2 separate regions of the Rattus norvegicus genome follow, and region 2 is linked to region 1. A link is a contact called in public Hi-C data. All regions are on one chromosome and are shown on one strand. Each heading gives the region's core, a stretch centred on a gene start, on an enhancer-like site or on the middle of the called end of the contact. The rest is flanking DNA. Distances are from core to core; before and after follow the strand shown. Region 1 has its middle 76 kb from the start of Prrx1. Region 2 overlaps Kifap3 (kinesin-associated protein 3).

Evidence for each region. Hi-C and Micro-C count contacts between places; a contact is called where the count stands out from the background.
Region 2: a Hi-C map of the Rat2 cell line shows a contact between it and region 1, with 9 times the contacts expected there. The contact joins two enhancer-like sites. A contact is called at or near these places in 3 of 12 Hi-C or Micro-C datasets (the A7r5 cell line, the Rat2 cell line and Schwann cells).

The regions. Positions count from the first base shown.
Region 1 is chr13:78,125,918-78,130,080 of GRCr8, forward strand. It overlaps the pseudogene LOC103692020. Among named protein-coding and RNA genes, the nearest start is that of Prrx1, 76 kb to the right of the region's middle. Within about 2 kb of position 2,729, at least 6 of the 93 cell types and tissues checked have an H3K27ac peak or open chromatin away from gene starts, as enhancers often do.
Region 2 is chr13:78,786,401-78,790,814 of GRCr8, forward strand. The region is part of intron 19 of Kifap3 (kinesin-associated protein 3); the gene reads left to right. Among named protein-coding and RNA genes, the nearest start is that of Scyl3, 23 kb to the right of the region's middle. Within about 2 kb of position 2,596, at least 6 of the 93 cell types and tissues checked have an H3K27ac peak or open chromatin away from gene starts, as enhancers often do.

The DNA.
Region 1 (4,163 bases), core at 1,479-3,978:
TTGTTTAGTGTCATACTTATGTACCAATGTGTTATGATATGTGTAATAGTTATGTAAATGTGCCCGAGGGAAATATAATTTGCACATCAATCAATAATTTCATGTTTATTATTGTTTGGGACAAGGCTAAGTAACAAAATAAGCCAAATTAAAGAAAATATTAAGTAAATAGGAATCCAGGTGGTCGGCAGATGTTGCACCAAGTACAAGACGGTGACTTAAGTGACTGAGCTTGGGAAACACTGGGAATGTTGGATGTCCTGATGACCTTGACTGTTTGGTAGGATCCTCAGGCACACCCGACCTCTCATTTTCTGTTCTATCTGATCCCCTTCCCATGGTTTCCCCCGTTTAGTAAGTTGGATTTTGATTGGAAAGAAGGCCCAGTTTAAATCAGATCTGGAAAGATTCTTAGGTCTAAAACTTTGCCCTCTCTTCACAGCATGCACTCCTGGTCCTGTTCTGCAGACTGGAGAGACTCGTCAGCCTCGGCAGAGTGCTCATAATTACACATGGAGCTGTTGCCAGGCAACCTTGATGGACTTCAACATTTTCCATTTGCTATTTATTATTGGAGGTATTAACCTTGCTTGTCTGATAAACAGTATTTATCAGTTAACCCCAATTACTATTCTTCTCAAAATTACACACGGGCACACAAAATTTGGTAAATATTATGTATGGTTATTCTTTGCATTGGTATGGGGTATTTATAAAGAGTGTATTGAATGGTGTTAAATGATATAAAGATTAACCTTAATTTGATTTTTATCGGCAATTTTGTTACATGTTAGTATTTTCCACTTTGTAAGAGTCACAGGAGCCTGAGTGGCCTACTCTAACTCCTGAGTTCGTTCGTTCGTTCTTTCTTTTAAGATTTATTTATTATGTATACAGCGTTTCACCTGCATATACACCTGCAGGCCAGAAGAGGGCACCAGATCCCATTACAGATGGTTGTGAGCCACCATGTGGTTGCTGGGAATTGAACTCATGATCTCTGGATAAGCAGACAGTGCCCTTAACCTCTGACCCATCTCTCCAGCCCTAACTCCTGATTTCTAAGTTCAAAATATTTTCATCCTTCTTTGCTTAATGTTAGTCTTAGGGATTTAGAGAACAAGACATCAGAACTTCTGGGAACTCTTAGGAATTTTATGTCTTAGGTTATTCTTAATGTACTTCTGACCTTCTGTATACTCTTGGCTCATTATTATAGACGTCTAATGGTGTAAGTACGATAAAATATTTGTTTAATAAATTCATTAATAATAATGTAAATAGTAAATATGGCTTGGTATCATTAAAAAAAAAACTATAGTCTTTAACTAATGTACAGACACTAGAAAACACCAGAGAACATTATTTAGGATACTGAAAGACGCTGATGGTCATATCAGCTAACATGAATAGCAACTGAATCACATGCTGGTGAGAACAATTTAAAGATCATTTCTGTTTCCAAACTCTTATTATTTCTTGAAACACTACCCAAAGAACATGACAAAGACTCTGATTAAGCCTACCAGGATTTAATTTATTTACAAGAATGACTCAGTATGAGCTGCACACGGGGCCATGGACACACATCGGGACCATGTTAGCAGTTCCAGGCAGGGCTGACATCAAGGTCCTTTCTCGCTGTACATCTTCTCATCCCCCTGCCCAGGTAGCTAAAGTGCCAGTCTCAAACTCTCCTATGTGATCATTTCCTGAGAATCCTCTAACTTGGCAACCTCTCTTTATTAAGTTTAGTTTTCTCAGGAGATTTTGCTTGGGATTCAGGATTAGAAAAAAAATCAGATTTTTTTTTAATGTTGAAAAGAAAAACCCACAGGGATACATTATCTAAAACAGACAGCATTATGGGCTCATGGGCATTTGGGTGGAGCACTTTGGTCAAATTATTTGTGTTCCAAGAAAGAGGAAGGCAACGATTAAATAAGGTTTTCAAGAGCACCCCCCTCTTTTAAACTGAAGAGCACTTGAAAGCTTATACTAGATAATGATCACTTTACATCGAATTAAAATGTACCCGGACCCTAGAAGGAATTATTACTAGGAGTTAATTGCAAGTCGCAGGTTTAGAGTGTCTGCGGCTGTCAGGTTATGGCTGCATGGAGGCCCTCATAAACAAGAAGGAAGCTGCCTAACGTGTCCTCTCCAGACCAAACGGACATGTGTTTCTCATTTAAACATTTCATTGCCCCAACTGAAAACAAATCAGCTGTGTCCTTGGGATCTTAAGGGGAGAAGGTTGGGATTTATTCCTGGCCAAGCCTGAGGAAAACATTACCCTAATGGATGAAATATGTTTGCACTGAAGGCTTCTGAAAAGTGTTGAACTAGCCTCTCCTAACTTGAGCTCCCCTGCCTTGGAAAGAGAGGAAATTCAGAGAAGTCCATTGGCATCAGGCTAGCTTTGTCTTCCTGTGAGGAATGGCGGGTAAACCTTGCTTTGCTTTAGCTAAGCATCTCAAGTAGTCACTGTCCCCAAGATTTACACACAACCCCCACCTACCTTCATCAGAGTGGTCTACCAATGCCATCCTGAGCTATAGACAGTAATTGAAGACCACTTCCTGTTATCTCAGGTCAAATTCCTCAATCAATTCAATGTTGTTTCCTCAAAAAAGGTTTCCCTGATTTCTCAATGCTCAATGTGGCCAGCAAGAACATCGGTTCAAGGAAGATTATTTCTACATTGAAAATAATGGTCTCCTTAGGTCTGTGAGCCTATTGTGGAGGAATTTTGGCTTCCTTTTATGGCTTTTAACCCTGACAGAGCACAGGAAATAGGAAAATAGATTTATTTTCCTTGGCAAAATTGGAGGATGCTTGGTTTAGCAATCTGGAGGTTTTTAAGAGTTCAAGCTGGGCAGCACAACGTGAAGCCACTGTAAGAACTATAGGTCAGATGCTCCAGTGTCATTAGGGAAATGCATCACCATTAATAGTCTTCTTCTTGGTTCTGTGTGATAGGACTGCCAACAAGCAAGATAGCTGACTTCTCCTCTTCTCTTTTCTTTTTTCCTCTTATTCTGTTTTTCAATGAAAAGACTTAAAAGTTTAAAGAAATCGGAGAATTGAAAAGTCCACAGTGTATCCACAGGGCAGCACTGGTAGGAATTCCCAAAGCTTGTGACTCGCTCATGCTGCTGTGATGTCTCCCTGGCTTTGAGACAAGGAAAATCTAGTGTAAAGAGGAGATTAGAAATCTGTCTTCATACAGGTGATGGATTTACATTCAGAATGAAATGTAGATGTCACCATTTTGTAACTCGGATTTCTGAAGGCTCCATCTTCCAGGAGATGAGCCAATATGTGATTCCTATCTTAGGCTTTGCCCCTACCAACAATCAGACTTGTATCTGTCAGTAGAGCAGCACATTTTGGTAGAATAATTTGAGAGGTTAATGTGTGGTTTTATCTTCTGGCTTTCATATTTCATAGTATGAAGAATACCATTTAATTTTTTGAATCTTATGAGCAACCCCTCAGCTTTCTTCTTCTTCTTCTTCTTCTTCTTCTTCTTCTTCTTCTTCTTCTTCTTCTTCTTCTTCTTCTTCTTCTTCTTCTTCTTCCTCCTCCTCCTCCTCCTCCTCCTCCTCCTCTTCCTCTTCCTCTTCCTCTTCCTCCTCCTCCTCCTCTTCTTCTTCTCCTCCTCCTTCTCCTTCTTCCTCTTCCTCCTCCTCTTCTTCATCATTTTGGAGTGCAGCATGAGATCTTATTTGACAAGATAATTCACATTGCTATGAAATATAAGCAAATTGTATCATATTGGGGAGTCATTGCTGTTTGTAATTTATGCCAGCATTATCATCCACCAGTAAGAAATTGTGTTTAACTTTCAAGAAATATCAAAATGAACATATGAGCAAATTCACTAAGATAGGTGTAAGTACCTATCATGATCACCATTTCCCTATTTTCAGACCCTAGTCAATGTCCTTCAGGCCTTAAAGTCAAGTATACCTATATGCTAGTCTCTGAAGACAGACAAATTTTACTTTTGGTAAGGATTTTCAGTTATTTGCGTGAACTAATGTATGCCAAGAGATAATATTTCAAAATAACTTCCCATTATCAAAATTTATAAGGATAATATTTCTTAATTGTCTTTTCTAACTTTCTTTTAAACTAAAATTAAATATCTCATTTGG
Region 2 (4,414 bases), core at 1,346-3,845, 660 kb after region 1:
GACTATAGATTTCCCTTCATCCTGGAAATTCCTCACATTTCCCCAACTTAGATATGAGCCCTAGATTCCCAGGCTTTTCTGCAGCATCAGAAACAGTAGCCACCACAGAGTAAAAAATAGACCCTGAGTGTTCTCACGTGCTGTGCTCCTGACTACAGAGCCTATCACATCAGTCTCCTGAGCACGGTGCAGAGTGAGAAGCAGCGCATGTGAATGGCTACAAGTCTCCCCTTGATTTCCTCCTTAACATGAGCTGGCCCATGGGATATAAAGTAAGACACTGCCCTCACTGTTCTTAAAGGCGTTCTACATTTGCATTATCATGACGTAGAGTCTGAGCGTTTGATTGAATTACCCAGTTTACACAAGCAGTCCACTCTTGCTAGGGCAAGAGGAAGGACTGATTGGCCGTGGCATTATTTTACTGAGCAATAATTAGCAGACATCTGCATAGGCATAAACCTCCATGACTTATGCAGAAGCCGTGTAAAGGCAAACAGAAAGCATGTGCAAGACTCGTCTCCACCTGCACTCTCTTCACCCACCTCATCGTGTGCAGTGCAGGAGCGAGCCTTTCCCAAGCATTTCCAGATGCATCGCTATCGTCTCGTGTAACAGTTATAATCCATATATAAAAGGTACCAGACATATACCTAAGAATGGGTTATACATGGGAGTCACCTGAGACTGGACTCACCTGAATACAAGAGATAGTCAGTACTCCACAAGGTCAGGAATGGCAGAGTTACCAGTCCTTCAAATAGAGGGAAATGGCATGTGTGTCGCTGATAGTGGGAAAAGGTCTGCAGTGTCCCCATAATCCTTTAAGAACAACTCAAGGTACCGCACAGGTGTCCGTAAGAAATCCTGAGCTTCCACATCCTTGTCTACACTCCGTCTGCCTGGCCTAGGGTCAGGGCTTCCTTAGCCCTGTGTGTGAAGACGACAGTCATGTCCTGTTTTATTTTCAGAAGTCTTGTACCAGACAGTCCGTAGTTAACCTTCAACTTGTGTAGAAAATGGATTGAGCTATACTGTTGAGTGTGTTCTCGTGGGCTAAGCCTCTGGAGTGAATGCAGAGCGCGCTTTGATGCAGGTTAGAGTCCGTCCTCTGCAGCATTTATCTGGCAGCTTCCTGTACTCACTGCTGAAGTGGCTGAATTCGCAGCTTCAGGGTACAGTAGCACTGCCCTACATACATCTTAAAAGTAGACTAAGCAGGCAAGAATGCTTTTTCATATATTTACAACTTAAAATTTGCTTACAATCAAATTTTCAGATGTTTTTGCTTAGTTCTTTAAACATGGATTTTTAATGAGTTTAGCTGTAGATTTTGTAATCTACATATTTCTGTTCATAAGTTTTGAGAACTACTTCTTAGTTTAATTTATCTTCCAAAAAGTCTTTACTGACAAGCCAGTATATGAATTTTATCACTGACATGATTGATCTATTATTCAGCAAAATAAAGGAAAGAAATTGTTGAATAGTCTCAGATAAGTTGGAAGCTTTATGTTAAAAATCTTATTTTTATGACAATTTGGGTTTTTTAAACATTCATAACCATCTATGTCTTATCTGATGTACAAAGAGAAAAGTTTCAAAACTATATTAAAATTTTCCCAAACTATATTAATTATTTTAAGGAGTTTTAATGAGTTATCACAGAAAGTTAATAACACTTTTTTCATTTAAGAGACTAGTATTATATCATCCATGATATAACATCCATGTTACATGGCTGTATTGCCTCTGACATTTTTCAGATATCAAATTTCTATTTTATAAAGAAAGGGGAGAGATTGATATAGCCTGTTATTCTCTGTTAATCAGGATGATTTAAGATTCTTTTCCATTTCTAGGACTTACTCATTCAGTAGTGTAGTCTAACTAGAGTTCTGCTTGGTGCTTAGATGACTGTAACTAAACGTGGTTATTTCCAGTTTACAGTTAGGCGTGCCCGGCTAGAGCGCGGTAGTGCTCATGTGCTAACTTTGGGTTGTTTAAGGCATTGACTTTACAGCATGTTTAGTTTCTTTTCATTCCTTGTTAGTATTCCTCCGTACCTAATAGTCTCCTGCCCCACCTCCGACAAGAACGTTCCTCTCTGTTCAAACATCACAAGCGTTTTCCTTTTGGCATTGCTTCCCAGCTCCCCGAGCAGTGTAAGCAAATTGGAAAGTTCAGCTGTCATTCTTGGAAGGTCATAGATCACACCAGCAGCCCAAGTAATCCAAGAGGTTTTAAGCATCATAGCATTTAGTTTAAAGTGAAATTTGCTCTGACAGGGCTGGCAGACCAATAGGAAAAAGAAATGTTTGTGCTTGGAAAAGTGCATGTGTAGAGGCCTGGAGCGTAACTGACGGCTGGAAGCGGTTTCAGTCTGAAAACAAATCATTAAGAGAGTGCAAGGGGTAAAACACACAGTTCATATTTTAAAGAGTCAAAATGAACCAGCAACGTAGGTTAGCATTACACAGTCATTAGCTCGGGTGCTCACATTTAACTCACTCGGTACCAGACGGCTGGTTAGTCTGTCCCTGAGAAAACATTGCTACCAAGGCGATCCTCTGCACGTGACACGTCTGACAGTTTTGTGCCTTAAGAAGAAGAAAGGCATCGTGATAGATCACATGAGTGTGGCCAGTGACAGGGGACCAGTGACAGGCAAGCAGTTATTTGAAGGAGGTGCTAATGACAGTTTACTGATGTGGAACTTACGCAAGCCACTCGGTACGTGCCGGGGTGCGAGGCATTGCTTGACAGCACAGAACCCGCCAGTAGGTTCAGAAAGTTCTCGTGCACAATTGAAGACATGTAGTCAAAGAGAGCTAGACGCTGTGCCCTAACTAAAAGACTTCTCTAGAAGCCAGAGAGCACTGCAGGCGGAGGCGGCTTCTCACCTCAGCTTGAGAGTCAGATACAGCGAGTTGTCTGAGGCACCAGCGCTACAAGTAAGAGAAGGGAGGAACTAGTTAGTAGCCGCAGCTCCTTTCATCAACTGTTGTTCTCTTTGGAAAGCCAGTCTAAAATCAGAACAATACAAAATTTATAAATATTTTCCTTGAATGTCCAGAACAAATAAAACAAGAATAGAAAGAATTTCTAGTAAAGGGGACGATGAGGCTAATGAGGAAGGGCTCTTGACGTGCAGATTTGAAAAAAAAAAAAAGACAAATTCAGAAACCACTTCCATGTATGGAAATGCTTGTGATTTCCTTCTTGATTGACAGCCCACTCTTACCCCGACAAGTGTTAGCCATTACTCTGGGCTAGTGAAATAAAAACATCTAATTCTCTCTCAATTGGTGCTAAGAAGACAAGTCTCTAAGTTCCTTCATTTCTCCCTTCATGCACTGTGTGCTGTGCCGTCAGGACTCCCAGGAGTGGGCATGTCACTGTTTGTCAGAGTTGTTCTTTCTCTCCCTCCTGGACCTGGTCAGGGTGCCGCAGAGGAAACTGTAGGTCTGCAGTGGGCGGGGACAAGTATTAATTGAGATTACAGGGAAGTCAGAGAAGTGGGATTTCACTACCAATCGGAATAAATGAAAGACACTTTTTACACACGCCCGTCCATTGGTGTGAATTCGTTTTTATCTGAAGCATCACATAGTCACTAACTGGAGGAATCCGCCCCACAGTCTTTTCCCCTTCCAGCTGACGGATGTCATTAACAATGCTTTTAATGAGTCCCAGACGAATGATTTAAATACAGCTTCCCACCCAATACTTACATAATTTGCCCTTTATTTTGAAAAAATGAAATTTCATTTAAAGATATTATTCATGGGGCTGGAAAGCTGGCTAAGTAATTAAGAACAATTTCTACTCCTTCAAAGGACCTGAGTCAGTTTCCAGCACCCACGTCAAGCAACTCACAACCACATCTGACTCTGGCTGTGGGGATGCAACACTTCCGGTCTCTGGAGGCACCTGCACACATGTGGCACACACAGGTACACACACAAAGAAAACAGACCCCCTGAGTATTATTTATGTTTCACTTTATTAATAATAAAAGGCAAAATATAATTATGTGTATACAACACACAAAAGGAAATTAAAATTACGACTAAACTGTGTCTTTGTGTGTGTGTACATATGACAGACTCATTAAAAGACTGCATAATTATACTCTTGCATTTCATTTTCTCAATGATACAGTGATTCAATTTCAAAACAAATTAATGCCTTAGAGAAATCTAAAATACATGTGTACAACAGTTAAACTTACAAAAGACATAAACGTTTTTGCTGTTGGTTCCATGACAGTTTTCAAACTATGCAGTCAGAATAGTACTTTAATGTGCAGGTTTAACTTTTCACTTGCAAGCAAGCTAGGCATAGTGGCTCACACTTTTAATTCCAGCACTTGGGAAGCTCAGAGGTAGGCTGGTCTCTGTGAGTCCCAGGC